Linked DNA regions of Mus musculus: all the other regions are linked to region 1. Evidence: chromatin contacts called from public ChIA-PET, Hi-C, HiCAR-type and capture Hi-C data. All regions are on one chromosome and are shown on one strand. The core of a region is the stretch at or near the end of the contact, and the rest is flanking DNA. Distances in the headings are between cores, read along the strand shown. Region 1 holds the start of Slc22a21 (solute carrier family 22 (organic cation transporter), member 21). Region 2 has its middle 15 kb from the start of Mir7671. Region 3 holds the start of Irf1 (interferon regulatory factor 1). Region 4 overlaps Gm12223 (a long non-coding RNA gene). Region 5 overlaps Gm12223 (a long non-coding RNA gene).

What was found. Hi-C and Micro-C count contacts between places; a contact is called where the count stands out from the background. ChIA-PET counts read pairs in DNA pulled down with a chosen protein or histone mark. HiCAR-type assays count read pairs that join an accessible place to other places. Capture Hi-C pulls out chosen DNA fragments and counts their contacts.
Region 2: a Hi-C map of the HPC-7 cell line shows a contact between it and region 1, with 7 times the contacts expected there. The contact joins the enhancer-like site here to the promoter of Slc22a21 in region 1. A contact is called at or near these places in 2 of 39 promoter capture datasets (the 3T3-L1 cell line and embryonic stem cells), 2 of 15 datasets of contacts at CTCF or cohesin (the NIH/3T3 cell line and embryonic stem cells), 29 of 484 Hi-C or Micro-C datasets (the AML12 cell line, the C2C12 cell line, the G1E-ER4 cell line and 22 more), 1 of 115 datasets of contacts at active chromatin or transcription factors (bone marrow-derived macrophages) and 2 of 9 other capture datasets (adipose tissue and liver).
Region 3: a contact with region 1 is called in a capture Hi-C map of macrophages, with 2.0 times the contacts expected there. The contact joins the promoter of Irf1 here to the promoter of Slc22a21 in region 1. A contact is called at or near these places in 7 of 39 promoter capture datasets (the 3T3-L1 cell line, 3T3-L1-derived adipocytes, cranial neural crest and 3 more), 1 of 484 Hi-C or Micro-C datasets (embryonic stem cells), 3 of 115 datasets of contacts at active chromatin or transcription factors (bone marrow-derived macrophages, embryonic stem cells and memory CD8 T cells) and 1 of 9 other capture datasets (macrophages).
Region 4: a HiCAR-type map of fibro-adipogenic progenitors shows a contact between it and region 1, with 4 times the contacts expected there. The contact joins the enhancer-like site here to the promoter of Slc22a21 in region 1. A contact is called at or near these places in 1 of 39 promoter capture datasets (embryonic stem cells), 2 of 484 Hi-C or Micro-C datasets (liver and nephron progenitors) and 2 of 115 datasets of contacts at active chromatin or transcription factors (bone marrow-derived macrophages and fibro-adipogenic progenitors).
Region 5: an RNA polymerase II ChIA-PET map of memory CD8 T cells shows a contact between it and region 1, with 7 read pairs. The contact joins the enhancer-like site here to the promoter of Slc22a21 in region 1. A contact is called at or near these places in 15 of 484 Hi-C or Micro-C datasets (the AML12 cell line, CD8 T cells, cerebral cortex and 7 more) and 1 of 115 datasets of contacts at active chromatin or transcription factors (memory CD8 T cells).

Annotation. Positions count from the first base shown.
Region 1 is chr11:53,978,602-53,981,905 of GRCm38.p6, reverse strand. Slc22a21 (solute carrier family 22 (organic cation transporter), member 21) reads left to right here and starts at 1,573. Exons shown (of 10, transcript NM_019723.3): 1 at 1,573-2,441. The coding sequence starts at 2,049. It overlaps Gm30927 (predicted gene, 30927), which reads right to left and starts at 1,875. Exons shown (of 4, transcript NR_168634.1): 1 at 1,569-1,875; 2 at 509-597.
Region 2 is chr11:53,746,525-53,749,828 of GRCm38.p6, reverse strand. No RefSeq gene overlaps it. Among named protein-coding and RNA genes, the nearest start is that of Mir7671, 15 kb to the left of the region's middle. Within about 2 kb of position 1,613, at least 55 of the 459 cell types and tissues checked have an H3K27ac peak or open chromatin away from gene starts, as enhancers often do. A contact at or near this core is called in the HPC-7 cell line and bone marrow-derived macrophages, where this site is marked.
Region 3 is chr11:53,768,529-53,771,832 of GRCm38.p6, reverse strand. Irf1 (interferon regulatory factor 1) reads right to left here and starts at 1,819. Exons shown (of 10, transcript NM_008390.2): 1 at 1,555-1,819; 2 at 458-549. The coding sequence starts at 544.
Region 4 is chr11:54,180,339-54,183,642 of GRCm38.p6, reverse strand. All of the region lies in intron 3 of Gm12223 (a long non-coding RNA gene), which reads right to left. The region is part of intron 2 of 4933405E24Rik (RIKEN cDNA 4933405E24 gene); the gene reads left to right. Among named protein-coding and RNA genes, the nearest start is that of 4933405E24Rik, 31 kb to the left of the region's middle. Within about 2 kb of position 1,787, at least 46 of the 459 cell types and tissues checked have an H3K27ac peak or open chromatin away from gene starts, as enhancers often do. A contact at or near this core is called in fibro-adipogenic progenitors, where this site is marked.
Region 5 is chr11:54,161,299-54,164,602 of GRCm38.p6, reverse strand. The region is part of intron 3 of Gm12223 (a long non-coding RNA gene); the gene reads right to left. Among named protein-coding and RNA genes, the nearest start is that of Gm12223, 21 kb to the right of the region's middle. Within about 2 kb of position 1,467, at least 23 of the 459 cell types and tissues checked have an H3K27ac peak or open chromatin away from gene starts, as enhancers often do. A contact at or near this core is called in CD8 T cells and memory CD8 T cells, where this site is marked.

The sequences.
Region 1 (3,304 bases), core at 324-2,823:
CTGCAAGTACCAATATGTAACGATACTTCAAATTGTTAGTTCTTTATGCAAAACTTGAATCTGACCACGTAAAATTTTTATTTACTAGATCTGGACATTTTATTAATATGGCTGTGACAATTATTGTTGTCAACTTGACAGGGTCTAGAATCACCTAAGAGAGAAACCTCTAGGTGTCTGTGAGGAAGCTTCTAGATCTCATTAGTTGGAGTGAGAAGAGTGACCCTCAGAGAGGCAGCATCTGTTCCATGGCCTTTGGTCCAGGACTAAGTAAGAGGAGAGAAAGCAAGCTGAGCACCAGCATTTCTCTCTCCTGGCTTCCTGACTGAGGCGACTGTGACAAGCTGACTCCTGCCACCCGGCCTTCCCAGAGTGACCGACTCTACCCTCTAAGCACAAGCCCAAACCTCTTCTCCCTTAAATTGCTTTTGTCTCTGTAACCAGAAAAGTTACGAATACAACAGCTACCAAGACAATTTTAATGATAATGTGCATCTGCTGTACACACCTGTTGTCCCTGCTACTAGAGAGGATGAGGCAGGTGGTCATTTGTGACCAAAGTTGCAGGTAAAGCCAGGGAAATACAGTAGGCCCCATCTAAATAAGTAAATAAATAAATAAATAAAATTATAAATGTAACTTCTCATTTCATTTGACAATATTACTTTAGAATTACACAATTGCTATTTTTATACCTTATCTTTTTAATTTTAGGAAATACTATTTGCACAAAACAATGGATTTCATTGTAAGGCTCTGTGTTTGTTTTAAGACGGGTTTCACTGTGTAGTCCTGACTGGCCTGGAACTATGTAGATCACCAGTCAGCTCCTGAATTAACTGTAAAAAATAACTAATTTGAGGGTATAATCCTAGACTAAGATCCTTAATCTTGAAGTTAAATTTTTATATTTGCTTAAGTCGATTTGATGAATAACTGAATGATTTCTTAATCTTTAAAAACATAAAGCACAGAACAGAGCCTAGAAATTGAAATTCATTGCCCACAGCCTCATGACCACAGCCTCAAAATTTGTCTCAATCTCTTAATGATTATTATAATATGACATTATGTGAGTGGGCGTTTTGATTGCATGTATGTCTGTGCACTATATGTGACAGGGGACCAGAAAAGGGGATTAGTTCCCCCGGAACTGGAGTTACCAGAAGGTTGTAAGCCTCCAATGCGTGCTGGGAATTGAACTCAGGTCCATTGAAGGAGAAGACTTTTGGTGGGATACAATCCCTTTCTGACCCATAACAAAAAGTTGAGAGGGTGTTTCATACCGAAATCCTACGCCTTTCTCCAAGTCAACACCCAGCTTGGTCACAACTTCCCCCAAAGGAGCCCTGGGGACCAGCTCGGGGTTGTGGCTTGAGAAGACCCATCCCTCCCTCTAGCAGCAGCTTCGGGGCGGGGACTACAGCGGCCCCGCCCCCAGCCCGACTCGCTCGGGGGGTGTGGCTTGAGAAGACCCGTCCCTCCCTCTAGCAGCAGCTTCGGGGCGGGGACTACAGCGGCCCCGCCCCCAGCCCGACTCGCTTGCTCTCGACTGGGAAGGACTTTACCTCAGGGCGTTCCTCAGCGAACAGCTCAGAGTAGTAGGCAAGGGACTCCTAGGCTCCCTCACACCCGCGCAGTTCTGAAGCCAGGCTCCATCCCGCTTCCGCACTGTCCAGCCAGCTCGGAGACCGGGACCAGACCCGCCTCACGTACAGGCGCGTCCAGTGCCCACTACGGATCACTCAGACTCCTGCCGCGCCCACCCCACGGTTCGCCTCAGGACTGCACGGCCGGCCTTGCAGTCTAGGCCAGACTCCGCGCGGAGTCCATCATGGCCTCACGTCCTCGGTGTCTCTGGCGCTGGCGGGGTCTGAGGCGGCGGGAGGAACTCACGAGCTTCTCCGTGTGGAAAACGTCTCCCGACGCTTTCTCGAACTCCTCTTCGACGAGTGACTGGTGCTCCGCGTGCACGGACAAACCGTGCGCCGCCCACTGCGCCCGAGTATCCTCGGATTCCCGGCGGGACGCCGTGGGCTGCCGACTCTATGCTTGACTACGACGAGGTGACCGCCTTCCTGGGCGAGTGGGGGACCTTCCAGCGCCTCATCTTCTTCCTGCTCAGCGCCAGCATCATCCCCAATGGCTTTACTGGGTTGTCAGCCGTGTTCCTGACGGCGATCCCGGAGCACCGTTGCCGGATACCAGACACCGTGAACCTGAGCAGCGCGTGGCGCAACCACAGTATCCCGATGGAGACGAAGGACGGACCAGAGGTGCCTCAGAAATGCCGCCGCTACCGACTGGCCACCATCGCCAACTTCTCTGAGCTAGGGCTGGAGCCGGGACGGGACGTGGACCTGGAGCAGCTGGAGCAGGAGAACTGCCTGGATGGCTGGGAGTACGACAAGGACATCTTCCTGTCCACCATCGTGACAGAGGTAGGTGACAGCCCCCCTGTCAGGGTCTGGTGACATCGCAGGCAATGGTTGTTCCTTAGTTTAACCACAAGCTCCCTGGTGATGAGCATCCTTTAAGAACATTTTATGAGATGACTTCTAGCCATAGTACGCCCCTCAGAGGACAAATGTCTGGCAGACCATCCGTCCATAGGGTCCCATTGAAGATAGAGTCCAGAAGGTTCTGCCCCTAGGAGATGCCCTGAGACCCTGAGTGGTGGGACTTTCTCGAGGTAGTGATGTGATTCAGAGGGGCCGGATTCAGACTTGCTCCAGAGAAGAGACCACAGGTTTTAGCCTCTGTTCAGAAAGGAAAGACTCTTTGCAGAACTTTTTAAAGTTAAAGAAACGTGTGTTCCAAACTCTCTACCCTTTCTGGAGTTATTCTTTCTTCCCTCACCTATCCTTACCCCAAAATGAAGTCTTGCCATGCCCCAGGAGAAACTGTTTTCCATTTGCCAGCGATGGATTGTTACTTCTTAAGGACCCATGTGTCTGCAGATCTATCCAGGGTGACTTGTTGGTATGGAGTCTTTTCCACAGTATTCTGGGACAAGATCACTGAAGAGGTTAGGTAAGGCATGTAAGGTTACTCTGAAGAGCGATGGAAACCTAATTCCTCATTCCCTTACACTTTATTCTTGGGTGACTTTGACATTTCTCAGTCACTCAGCTGGGGGATGTGACATGCTGTTTAATGGTGCATGTGGATGTGTTTAGTGACTTGGGCACCTGGGGTTTGTACCCACTCCTCTATCCCCATAATAGAAAAATAATCCTCATTATGTATGAGGTCAAGAGGTACTTTTTGGAGCTAGAGAGATAATTCAGTGGATAAGAGTGCT
Region 2 (3,304 bases), core at 364-2,863, 230 kb after region 1:
CAACCTGTGGAATTGGCGACCTAATGCCAACAGCTCTGACAGACTAAATGCTAACAACTTAGCAACAAAGCATCAAGAAGCCTGGTGTAGCAGGGGGTGGGCCTCCCCCTTTATAAGCACAGACTGCTAGTAAACATTGGGCCGTGATCAGAAAATTTGTCTTGGTCTCTTTACTCCTCTCACATTCCCTCCTTTACAGCTCTGGCCTCCCACTCAGGAACTCAGTTCATTTTCGGCTACAGAAAATAAAATCTGAGGTAAAAGCACCACAGAGCTGGGTTCTCTCCAGAACTTGAAGGCAATGGGGACTGGCAGCTGCAGGAGGGAGGGGCACCTCAGGCCGCCTCAGCTGGAGAGAAACTATGGTGGTTCCTTGGCAGCCGAAAGTTTTAAGCAGAAGGCAGATGTTAGACCTTTTTTTTTTTTTTTTTTTTTTTTTTTTAAATAAATAGATGTTAAAAATGAAATAAAGGAATTTTCATGATGAAAAAACAAAAATAACATTTTGGGGACCAGCAATGTAGCCTGGTGGTGGAGTGTTGCCCAGTGTGCACCGCTACTTGTCCTGGATCCGATCTTTAGCACTGCAAGCAAACAACAACAGGTTTTTGATGCTGTTGTCAATGTATGTGATGACAAGACGGGAGAAACGTCACCAAAGTACATCATAGACATGCATGAAGGTGCCGTAGCAAAACCCATTATGCCATACAGTTAATTTTGGTTTTTAGAGCAAGGGCATTGCATGCCTCTAATCCCAGCACTTGGAAGGCTGAGGCAGAGGGCTCACTGAAAGCTCAGGACCAGCCTGGACTACAAACATAGAGACCCTGTCTTAGAACTCTTCCCCCAGCCCCATCCCCACAGCCAAATATCCATCCCCAACCCAACAAGATGCTACGATAACAAGAGTGGGAGATGAGGAAACCTGAGGAAAAGGGAACCCTCATCACTGTGGGTGAGAATGTGAACCAGGGCAGCCAGCTGTGGACATAATGGAGGTTCCTCATTACTAAAAGTAGACTACCACGTGATTCGTGGGACCAGCCCTGTATGCACTGAAGGAACCCGAGTCAGCACACGGTGGGCCCATAGCGTGGCTCACAATGGCCAAGATATGGAGCCAGGCAAGATGTCCATCAGCAGACAAACCAGGAGAAAGAAAAGCAGTGCATACACACAAGACATGCTCTTGTCTCTCCTCACTCTGTAGCCCCGCTGACCTGGAATTCACTATGTACTCCAGGCTAGCCTTGAGTTTAGTATGGTAATCCTTCTTCCTTGGCCTCCTAAATGCTGGGATTACAGGTATAAACTGCAGGCCCAGCACAACAGTTTTGTTCTACCATAAAGAATTAAGTTTCCTAGCAGTCTGGAGGCAGAGACAGAGGGATCTTTGTGAGTTCAAGGCCAGCCTGGTTTACAGAGCAAGTTTCAGGACAGTCAGGGCTACGCAGAGAAACCCTGTCTCTAAAAACCAAACCAAACAAACAAACAAATAGAATTACGTTATCTCCAGGAAAATAGATGTAACCGAAGATCACCTTGTTAAGCAAAATAAGCCAGACGCAGACAAATGTTGCTTCCTCTCATTTGAGGAACCCAGGTTCAAACGTGCACACACACGAGCATGGAACAGAGCGTGAAGGAGGAAACCACAGATGGTGGTGGGAAAGGAAAGACAAAATGTTGGACTTTCTCTCAGCGGTAGATCTAACCTAACAGTTACACAAGGCTACTTATATATAACATACGATAAGACATGAGAGAGGAGGGAGGCTTGTGGTCAGAGGGGAAAGGACCAGCTGGAAAAGGGGGATTTGCACTGAAGGCTGGGGGGGGGTGGGTAAACAGGACTAAAACACAATGATTCATATGCCATGGCTGTGAAAACGTCATGACAAAATTCACTTGTTTATTTTATTGTCTTATTGAGCCAGGACCTCACTATGTAGTCCTGATTGGCCTGGAACTTGCTGTAGATATAGTCCAAGCCAACCAGGAACTCACAGAGATCCACTTGCCTCTGCACCCCTGTCCCTGCCCCGTCCAAGCTGTGGCTAAAGCCATGTGTCACCACCCTACAAAACTCATTCCCATGCTTTCTCTTTTATTAGATAGATAGATAGATAGATAGATAGCGATTATAATTACATCATTCTCCCCTATTCCTTTCCCCCCAACCCATTCCAGGCAACATCCCAACTTTCTTGTAAAATTCATGGCCTCTTTTTCTTTAATTGTGGTTACATTTGTGTGTGCATGTTTGTGGTGTGTTTGTGTATTTCCAATATATAAAGCCAACCTGTTTAGTCCATATAATGTTCTTTAATGTTCTTTGTTTTGTTCTTTTTTTTTTTTTTATTTAAGATTTATTTATTTATTTTATGTATGTGAGTACACTGTGACTCTCTTCAGAGAGACCAGATTGGGTCTCATTACAGATGGTTTGTGAGCCACCATCTGTAATGTGACTGCTGGGAATTGAATTCAGGTCATCTGGAAGAGCAGACAGTGCTCTTAATGGCTGAGCCATCTCTCTAGGCCCCTCCTTACATACATTTGTATGTACATGTATGTACATGTTTTCAGGACTGACCTTGGCATTCCTAAGTCCCCTGGAGTTCTTTGTCTAGGGTTGAAGCCTCATAAGCTTTCTCCCTTCCATGTTAGCATGTCTGTGTGGGATCTTCCTATTCAGGCCATGTTTAGGTAGCCATGTTGGTGAGACCTCATGTGTGCAGAATCTCTGGCATTTCTAGGACACAATCTAACAGCAAACCCCCTGTTCTCTGGCTCTTATAGTCTTTCCTCCCCATTTTCCATGGTGATCCCCAAGCCTTGGGTGAGCAGTTGTGTTATAGATGTGGCAGCTGAGACTGGTGCTCCTCAACTCTGCATTTTGATTGGTTGTGGTTTTCTGTAATGGTCTCCACCTACTGCAAAGAGAGGCTTCCTTGACGAGGGGTGAGGACTACACTTACCTGTGGGCATAAGGATAAATATTTAGAATGTAGTTAGGAGTTATGTTGGTTTAGTAAAGTGGTGGTTGTGGGTTCCTTTCCAGGATCCATGACCTCACTAGCCCAGGGAAGTTGGCTAGGTTTCCAGTATGGTCGTGGTTTCCCCCTTGTTAGCATCAAGCCTGAAGTCCGTTTGGAGAGCAGTTGGTTACAGACAAGGTATGTGTGCCACCACTGCACACTGAGGGATACCGTGCTGTGCTAGCTGTTATTGTGATCAATACTCATCACAGCTGGGTAGGAATGTTGCAAGTTTGTATGGTGCCTTCTGGTACTATGGA
Region 3 (3,304 bases), core at 570-3,069, 210 kb after region 1:
TTTGGTAACATATCAAAAAAGGTGCCAAGCACATATTAATTATCACCAATGCTACTGCTGCTGCTATACTGCCATGCATGCCAGCTGTGGCTTCTTGGGTCTCCTACGTAACTAGTCCCGTTCCTAACCACTATCGACTGCTTTTCTGTCTGTCTTGTCTATCCAACTGGAGCCATGTAAGACTTATGTATACAGTGTTTCTCTTGGAAGAGAGAGGAACCCAGGCTCTGCAGAAGCTGAGAAGTTTTGGTGCTGAGGACTGTACCACTAGGAGGGTGAGCTGGCCACAGCTTCAGGAAGGAAGAAGCAGGAGGCAGAAGTCAGACCTTGCACGTTCTGGCATGCAGCACCCACTGGGAAATACATTTTCCTGCTCTCTTAACGTTCACTCATGAAATTTGGCGCCCCAAGAGAACATGCATTAAACAGTGGCAGGAATACGCAGGATAACACTCACTTTATTGATCCAGATCAGCCCTGGGATTTGGTTGGAATTAATCTGCATCTCTAGCCAGGGTCTCATCCGCATTCGAGTGATTGGCATGGTGGCTGGAGGGAAAAGACAGAGGCCTGTGTTTGGAGTCTGTTAAACAACCCTGGGCACTGCCCTGCTCCACCCAAGGCCGCTCGCTCAATTACCTTCTCCTGTCCTCACACCCAGGTCATTACCCTCCCCCACTCTCCTGCCATCAGCCAGGTACCCAGGTCATAGATTAGGGACCCTGAAGTAGAATGAAACTCTCCAGCATCATGGGCAAAGCCACCTGCCCATTCTTTTCAGTCTCTCCCAGTCAGTCTCAGGAATAAACAACCAAGCAAGTCTGGATGGATGGATGGTTGCAGGATATATGTGCAAAAAAAAAAAAAAAGCCAAAAGACAGACATCTCAATGACAGAACTTTTCTCTCAAAATTCAATCTTTGGAAGAAGGAAGGGACTACTTTTGCTTGTCACCCCCAGCCCTGCACCTTCCAGGCTGTGCAAGCAAGCAAGTCAACCTCCATCTCGGGCACTTCTACCCACCCACTCCAATCCAGTCTATGTCCCCTCTTGACAGCCAGTGCCCACAACATACAGGCTGGGGCGCAACCCCTTCCGGCCTGGTTTCCCCTGCTGTTAAGAGAAGTGGCGCAAGCAACACCTGTGGCACCTCCTCCCGAAAGCCCAGTAGTTCACGACCCGGTCCAGCCAGTCAAGGCAGCGAGCCAACCTCTGCACCGAACACTGCGCGTCCGAAAGCAAGAGCTGGGAGCCAAGCTGCGACCGCCAAAAGTGCGCGCAGGCGGACATCCGAGTCCCCCGGCGCTGCTCGCGGGTGCGCGCGACGGCCACTCTGGGCTACCAAGAGGCCCCGCAGCGGCTCCGCGCACGCAGACCGCCGAGCGCGGCCAGAGGGCGGTGCACGCCGCGGCCCGCCTCCCGCCCGCTTGCAGCGCCCTCCCGAGCCAGCGCGCCACCGCGACCCAGGGTGTCTCTGGCCCCCACTTCCTGGTGTCCCGTGCGCCTTTTGTTCCACGGCACCCGTCGGTGCCCGCGCAGCTCCGGCGAGCTCACCTTTGCTGCAGGAGCGATTCGCAGAGGGTGCCGGAGAGCGAGGCACGGAGTTGCGGTGTAGGTACGCGATGCGCGCACGAAGCGAAAGATGCCCGAGATGCTGGGGTCCCTCTGGCCACCTCGGCTGACCTCGGCGCAACTCGGCCCGGTTCGGTTCGGTTCGGTTCGGTTCGGTTCGGCTTAGACTGTGAAAGCACGTCCTACCTCGACGAAGGAGTGGTGCGCACTGGCGAGTCCGCGGCGCCGCGAAGAAATCTAAACACTTAGCGGGATTCCCCGGCCCGGACTCGGCCACGCCCCCGCCGCGCCGCTCCTGCGCGCCCATTGGCCCACTCGGCCTCATCATTTCGGGGAAATCAGGCTGTTGTAGAGCTAAGCGGCGAAGGGGAAGTACAAGGCAGCTGTGCTCCCCACCCCCTCGGGCCCGCGCCACCGCCCCGGGGCTACCGCGGGCCCGCCCCTTGCTCCACTCCACTCCCCTGCCCCCTTGCCTGTCTTGGAAAGCCGAGACCGTCCCCCTCTTTCTGCAGACTCCCAGCCTGCTGGCTCCTATGATGGTCTTCCCCTTCTCCACGGGAGACACCTAACTCCCTATGTCTCTAGAACACCTGATTCCCTCTCCAGAAGGGTCCCCGGGACTAAATCACCCTCAAAATCAGTCTGGTAATGAAGTGTCAAGAAGGGAGAGATTATGTCCCTGTACCGCCTTACTTGCCACTTGGCTGCTCTGGGAAATTGAGGCAGAAGGCCTAACTTGGAAATACGGGGCAGTAGGAACTCCCAGCCTGGACTCTGCAGGGCCAGCCGTTGAAGGACTCAAGGACTCCGTAACCATAAAATGTCAATAGCTCACTTGCTAGTCTGAAGTGATGGGGGAACACCTTGTCCTTATGGGGAGAGATGATGTGTTTGCTTACATGGGCACAAGATGCGGGTGTGCTTTCCTGTGCCACACGAGGTTCTAGCTAGCGGTGACCAAGGCGACCCTTATTCCTTGGGACTACCTAACACCAAAGAAGTGGATAAAATTCCGAAGTGGCCGTGGTTCCTTCTATGACACCTACTTCAGCTCTCCATCCTCGACGTAGCCCTAGGGAGAGAGTTCCTCTCTGATAGTCTTGAAGTCATTTCTGAGTCCCCAAAGCCTGGCTCTGGAGAAGTTCTGGGCAGCATAGGGAAATTGTGGCTAAGGGGGGACCCAGGTCCCAAGGGGATGGCAAGGGCAGCGGGTTAACTGGTGTTCACGAGTAAACCTTGCCAGTTTGTTCTTTCTCTTAGCGGCTGGGCTAGTGTATACATGTTCCATCTCCGAACTCTGGCCCCTCAGGCTTCTTCATTCGCTTCCTCGCAGCTTCTGACTCACAAGTACATCAGTCCTCTACCGTGTCATTCTCTTGTGTCACCTTCCTCACCCTAGCTGTCCGTCTAGGACAGCACCCAGTTTGAATGTTGCAAGCTGTAATACACACATCAATGGACGATTGTACCTGTAACGTCACTGCCTCATAGACGAGCTAGGAGATTCAAGGTGGCAGGAGGATTTGGAAGGAGGAATTGAGACTCTAGAATAAATACGGAGGTATTTGAAGTCGCAAATTAAGAGAATCACTAGAGACCAGGGCCTTCTGATCACATGACTCTGAATCTGACACCTGCTCTCTGTGCAACAGATGTATACTTGCTCTGTGGAGACACTCTGACCAGCCAATGGAAAATTCAAAATGAGATTAGGGAGAGAAACTTTGTAACT
Region 4 (3,304 bases), core at 538-3,037, 200 kb before region 1:
GGATGTTTGAGGAGGAGATTTAATTTTTTTTTTAGTCAAAGGGCGTGAAAGATGACTCAGTGGTTAAGAGCACTTGTTGCTCTTGCAGAAGACATAGGTACAATTCCCAGCACTCTCATGGAGGCTCACAACTGCCCATAACTCCAGTGCCCTCTTCTAGTCTCCACGAGCACTTCATGCACATGGAACACATACTTACATGCAGGCAAAACACTCATAGACATAAAATTACATGCACACACACACATGCGCACACACATGCACACATATACACACACACACGCACACATACACACATATGTGCACACACTCACATACACACACACACACACACATACACACACACAGACACACACACATGAATTGACTGGAGCTGGCACCCATTAATAATCAGTCATTATTGACCATTATAAAACATGTGGGGGAAAAAAACCCAACCTTTTATGTGTCAGAGAAAATCATCAGGAAAGGATTCAGCACAGAGGAAGAGCACTGTACCACCAACAACAACCCACATACTGCCAACCTCCCACGTACTGCCAAACCCCCACGTAGCAAGGGCTCTGAGTAGTTATTTTTCAAAGATATACAAGTGACCAATAAGTACATGAAAAGATACTCAGCCCTCTTAACCATCAGGAAAATATAAATCTAAACCGCAGGATACAGGATGAAGCAGGGGCTGGAGACACGGCTTAACATTAAAAGTACTGCTTCGCTTGCAGAAGACCCAAGTTCAGTTCCCAACACCCACTCATGTAAGGCAGTTTACAACTGCCTACAACGCCTGCTCCAGGTGATCTGATGCCTCTTCTGGCCTCTGTGAACTTTGCACGCATGTGTGCATCCCTTCACAGACATACACATACACAAACACATACACATACACATACACATACACATACACATACACATACACATACACATACACATACACATACACATACACATACACATAGTTTTTTAAGAAATAATAAAATTACATAGCAGGAGAGTGTTGGTAAGAACAGGAGGAAGTAGGAACATTTAAACATTAAGATGAAACTTCTAGTCGGTTAGATGAAAGAGACCCTTGAACAGATAATATCATCAGAGAAAGCCACCAGCTACCTACCAAGTTAAACAGGACCTCTTCCACCTAGAAATAGAACTTCATGTTGACTAAGATCAATTTCCCCAGATCCTTGGCCAATACTAATACCCAAAAGGAGAGTCAAATTGAGACTTTCACTAAGCAAAATGCACAGGGAAATGGGAAAAATGACCAAAGCAACTGCTGATTTAATTATATCATCCATTGCCAGTGAACTGGTCACTTGACAGGGTAAAGGAATGGTTTCTTGAAGCTTTGGGTAAGATATCAGCTTGAAGATTGTGTTCTGCAAAGTCAGGATCCTCTTCTAGGCTGCATCATACATCCCAAACCAATAAGCATAGCATGAAGAATGCATGGGTCTGGAAACTGATGAGTGGAAATAGAAATGACCCCTCTGTGTGCTGGAGTGACTCATCGGAAGAGTGTTTCCTCTCCCTCCATCGCTAGACAAATGCACTAGCTAAGGGTAGCCATCTAACCATGCATGGGTGTTTACCCTTAGGTGTAATTAAAGATTCAGTTCCTCATTCATACTTGGCACATTTCAAGCGTTCAATGGCCATATGAAAAAGTAGCAAGAATGTTGGACAGCGCAGAAGATTTCCATTGTTGCAAAACATCCTACCAGACTGCACTGTTCTACCGGCCTGGATCCCAGAGGGAAATGCTTGCATCAGAGGAGCCTGACTGGGACTTCTCAGCGGAATTTAAACTATGCCTATTGCCCTGTCACGTTGAGCTCCTCATGTTTGCAGACCAGCAGGAAACACAGAATCGCTGCTGCCAAAAGTCCTCAGTTCTAACCAAGAGGCGATCATGATTTTGTTACATAGTGACAGGGTAGAGTGTGGCTTTAGGTGACTTACCGGGGACTCATAGAACTCCCTGCAAAACTTTAGTAGCAAGTGAGCAAGTGTGTTGCTCATGCTTTCAGAAGACATTATTGAATGGGGCTCAGAATCCTTAAAGATGGTTTGGGTCAGGTACCCTAATGAGTGGATCCCTGAGACTCAAAGTCCAAATAGATAGATTGTGGTACTTCGATTACTGCTCCAAAGTCCATGGAACTCCGATACATCTGAAACTCCCAACTTCAAAAAAATAGGTGATTAGGATTTTCTTTGGAGCTGAGATAAAAGGATGGACCATCTAGAGACTGCCGCACCCGGGGATCCATCCCATAATCAGCCTCTAAATGCAGACACCATTGCATACGCCAGCAAGATTTTGCTGAAAGGACCCTGATATAGCTGTCTCTTGTGAGGCTATGTCGGTGCCTGGCAAACACAGAAGTGGATGCTCACAGTCAGCTATTGAATGGAACACAGGGTCCCCAATGGAGGAGCTAGAGAAAGTACCCAAGGAGCTAAAGGGGTCTGCAACCCTATAGGTGGAACAACAATATGAACTAACCAGTACCCCCGGGAGCTCGTGTCTCTAGCTGCATATGTAGCAGAAGATGGCCTAGTCAGCCATCATTGGAAAGAGAGGCCCCTTGGTCTTGCAAACTTTATATGCCTCAGTACAGGGGAACACCAGGGCCAAAAAGTGGGAATGGGTGGGTAGGGGAGTTGGGGGGGGAGGATATGGGGGGGCTTTTGGGATAGCATTGGAAATGTAAATGAAGAAAATACCTAATTTTAAAAAAAGAGCATTCATATAAAAAAAGAAAAAAAAGACACTGTGTAGATATTGGAAACTGTATGTAGTATAGAAACTTTTATGTGTACATATACATAGTCTGAATATATTTCTTCACAGTTACACAACTATGACAAAATTGAATTTATAATGAACTCAGTAATTAATATAAAATGGTTAATAATTTTAAAATATAATAAGAATATATAAGTATACTATTAAAATTAACATAAATTTTTAAAAAAGGATTTTCTATTGTTTTGTTCCTGCAACTATGGAGAAGATATGTAGCTAAATATGCAATATTTAATATGAATATATAACTAAAGCAGGAAGGGCTGCTTCCAAACATTATGTTGATCAGGCTTTGCCTTCCTCATGCTTTTGTGCCTGATTGACATCCAGCCTAGGACACTCACAGTCTAGACCTTTCACAAGTGGGCTCCTTACCATTCTAGTGCTGTCATCTTCTCAGTATTTCCTATAATTTGTGTGTGTGCAAGTGTGTATGCATGTGTTCACATGTACATGGGTCCACATACATGTGCAATGCATGTACATGGAGAG
Region 5 (3,304 bases), core at 218-2,717, 180 kb before region 1:
ACTTTTCCAGCTAAGGTCAAAGAATAAACTCTAGAAACTGTCTGCACACTGACTCAGGGGAGCCGTGAAGTCACACTGTGTGAAATCGTCCCAAACATAAAACAGGGCTTTGTGATGGTTTAGTTGCTTTTACTGAAGAGAAGGGTGCAGGGTGGTTAAACGGCTTGTCTATCATCTATGAATGCAGTATTTGAATACCTTGAGCACGGTCCTCGGGACCGCCAACATATTATTTCCCATAATATACTGCCCTATCTACCCATCCTCATGTCCAGTGTCTGATTCTGAACACAAACTATAGAAATCTCACTTGTGTGCTTAGGGGAACATCTAGCATGTAACAGGCCCTGATAAGTTCCTCAAATTTATTAAAATTTGGGAAAATTTAATTAGGCTGCTCCGTCATGCTCCTCGCTTGGTTGTCTGCTCTGTGGCTGAACATTTGTTTGAAAGGGAAGGGAAAGCACTGTCAGGGAGCGCCAACGGCTTTTTAGAAATTATGTTTGAAAAAGGGGTGGCACTACACACATGAAATTCTCAAATAAAAAATTAATGATAATAATAATAAAAAATTATGTTTAATTTCACTTCACCCCAAACTCAAGCATATCTAATCTTCATGCCTTATCCACGTGTTTGTGGGCTGATCTTCAGGGCAATGGGCAGCAAACACAACCAGCTGTTCTCTAGTCTTAGTTTGGTTTTCAATACGTGATGGGTGGGAGCAAAAACAAAGAGCGTCCACTGGTGTTCCAATCGCACACGGGCAGGCCTTGGGAATCATAGCTCTGCATGTTGCAGTCCTCAGGGGAGCTTAGGAAGGTAGGGGTGACTCCTCAGCCCTTGGCAGCACCCAACATCACATCTGGGCAGGCCTAGGTGTGGGGATTCCACAGCCTGTCTCAGCTATCAAGTGGCCAAGTGGCTTGACAACTATTTTTAAATAATTAATTCATTATTTCAATGTATCTAAATATTCTTGGTAGTGGGGATTGAACCTAGCCCCGAGAGTGTGCCAGGCAAGTGCTCTACTGTGTGCCTTGTCCTCAGCGTGGTGGTCCTCCCGGGTTTTCCTGCTTGGCCTGCTGAGTGCAGGTTGTAACTGCTCCTCCCTAACTGCTCCTCCCACTGCCATCCTGCTGTCGATCCAAGCTGGCCGCCTCTACTGCTTCTGTCTTTATCTTCCCAGCCTAGACCCTACTAAAATAAATAAGAAAAGACAGTTGAGGGGAGCCTTTGTAGGGCCTCAAGGTAAGGGCCCCTGCAGTGCAGGGAAGTCTCTGTAGGCAGCACACTCTATGCAGCTTGCTTACCTAACCCAAGAAGAGGTGTATGGACCAATCACAGCACACCTTCATGAAAGAGTGGGGTGGGGGGATGTGGTGGCTCTACTCAGCCTTAGGCACCAGTCAGCAGGCCCTCAGGCTAGGTGCTCCCCAGTCTGACCTAGGGGGGAAATAGTTGCAGGGTCATGTAGAGTTCACTGAGGCTTGTGACAGCAAAACCCTGTTATAAATTGTTTTGAACAGCCCTGCCTGCGGCTGCACCTGCAAGAGCCAGAGGTGTCTTTTCTGAAGACTTCCAGGGTGTTGCAGACAGCTAACAGCTGGCTGCTCAGAGGCAGCCTTTCTGCACAAGGTGGCCAGGAAAGGAAGGAAGAGCCTCCTTGTCCCTGCTGCTTAGGGGATCACCTTGCTTCAGCTTCCATCTTGAAAGCCAGAAGGAGCGCTTACAATAAGGACAAGAGGAAGTTGCCTTTAATAGTGACTTAAACAAAATTCTCATGGCTTTAATTCCATTTTAAAAAGGCAGAGATTGAAAAATGGAGCCAGGCAGTGATGGCCCATGCCTTTAATCCCAGCAATTGGGAGTCAGGAGTTCTGAATTCCAGGCCAGCCTGGTCTACAGAGTGAGTTCCAGGACAGACAAAGCTACAGAGAGAAGCTCTGACAGCAACAAAAAACAAACAAACAAACAGAAACAAGAAAGAAAGAAGAGAAAAAGAAACAAACAAACACAACAAGGGGTCACTGGTCTCTGAAGCTATTCACCCAGAGTTTTAGATGCTCAGCAACATGAGTTGTGCCTGATGGATAATTGAAAACTATGACCCCCATTAAAACATTAAAACAAATATCCAGGGAGCTAACTCAGTGTTTAGCCATGCCTGCTGCTCTTACAGAGGGCCTGTGTTTGATTCTACATACCCACACTGGGCAGCTCACAGGACCCAGGACTGGGAGGAGGTGAGTTGGAACTTACCTGGAAGCCTCCTGCTGGAGGACTAGCTCCCAGGGTGTCAGAAGGTACCATGCAAGCTGTTAAGGGAGGAAAGTAACCAGTCACCATACCCAACTGTGACGCCTAGGGGCCACAACAATGATTGGTCCAGCAAGCTATCCTCAGTTGTGTATGCAATAGCGGCACCTTTATCTTGTGGGTAACCAACTGCTGTCTAACTGGACCTAAGACCCACTCAATAGGAGGAAATCCATGCCTGGAACTGCAGACTTAGCAAACTACTTGTGAGAGAGCTCACCGACTCTAGAGGGGAGCCTACTACTGGTATGTCCTTAAACTAATGTAATTTGTAACTGATTTCTAAATATTTAACTTTATATCCACAGACAAGTGGTATTCTCTCTGCCATCCAAGAAATATCTTTTTTTTTTTTTTTTTGCAACATTTGGAAAGCCACAACTTTCAGTTAAAAAAAAAATCAGAAAATAAGTAGCTGTGGATGCCCATCCCCAATGGATACATTTACAAACCAACCCCTCTGCTTAAGGCTCAGAGAACATATAGAGCCAGGGGACAGGATGCTACATAGAGTGTTCTAAACACGGCAGAAAAGCCAAACCCATGAATCTCAACCATATGGTTTCCTAAGCAAGATAACAACACAAGCCAACATGTGGATGGGGGAAATGTCAAAAGGCCCATAGATAAAGAGGTACAGGCAGTGAATGGCTGCCGAGAAACAGAATCCTTTTTCTTCAGGGATGAGCCCTTGATGGAATGGGACAACCTGTCTCTAGAGGTCCCCCTACACACATGTACATACCAGCAACACTAGAGGGACTTAGGTTGCATATGGGCATACAACACAGGAGAAGTTGGATGTTGGAGAGGAGAGGAACTGTGAAAATTACATAAAAATATCACTTATGTATTAAATTCACAGAATCATTTTAAAATTAAATTTCAAAGAGTAAAATAAAAAACAAATTTCAACATTTCAATTTTTCTTCTTCTTCTTCTTCATCAATCTGAAAGCCTGAAAATCACTTTGATCTTTTAAGAA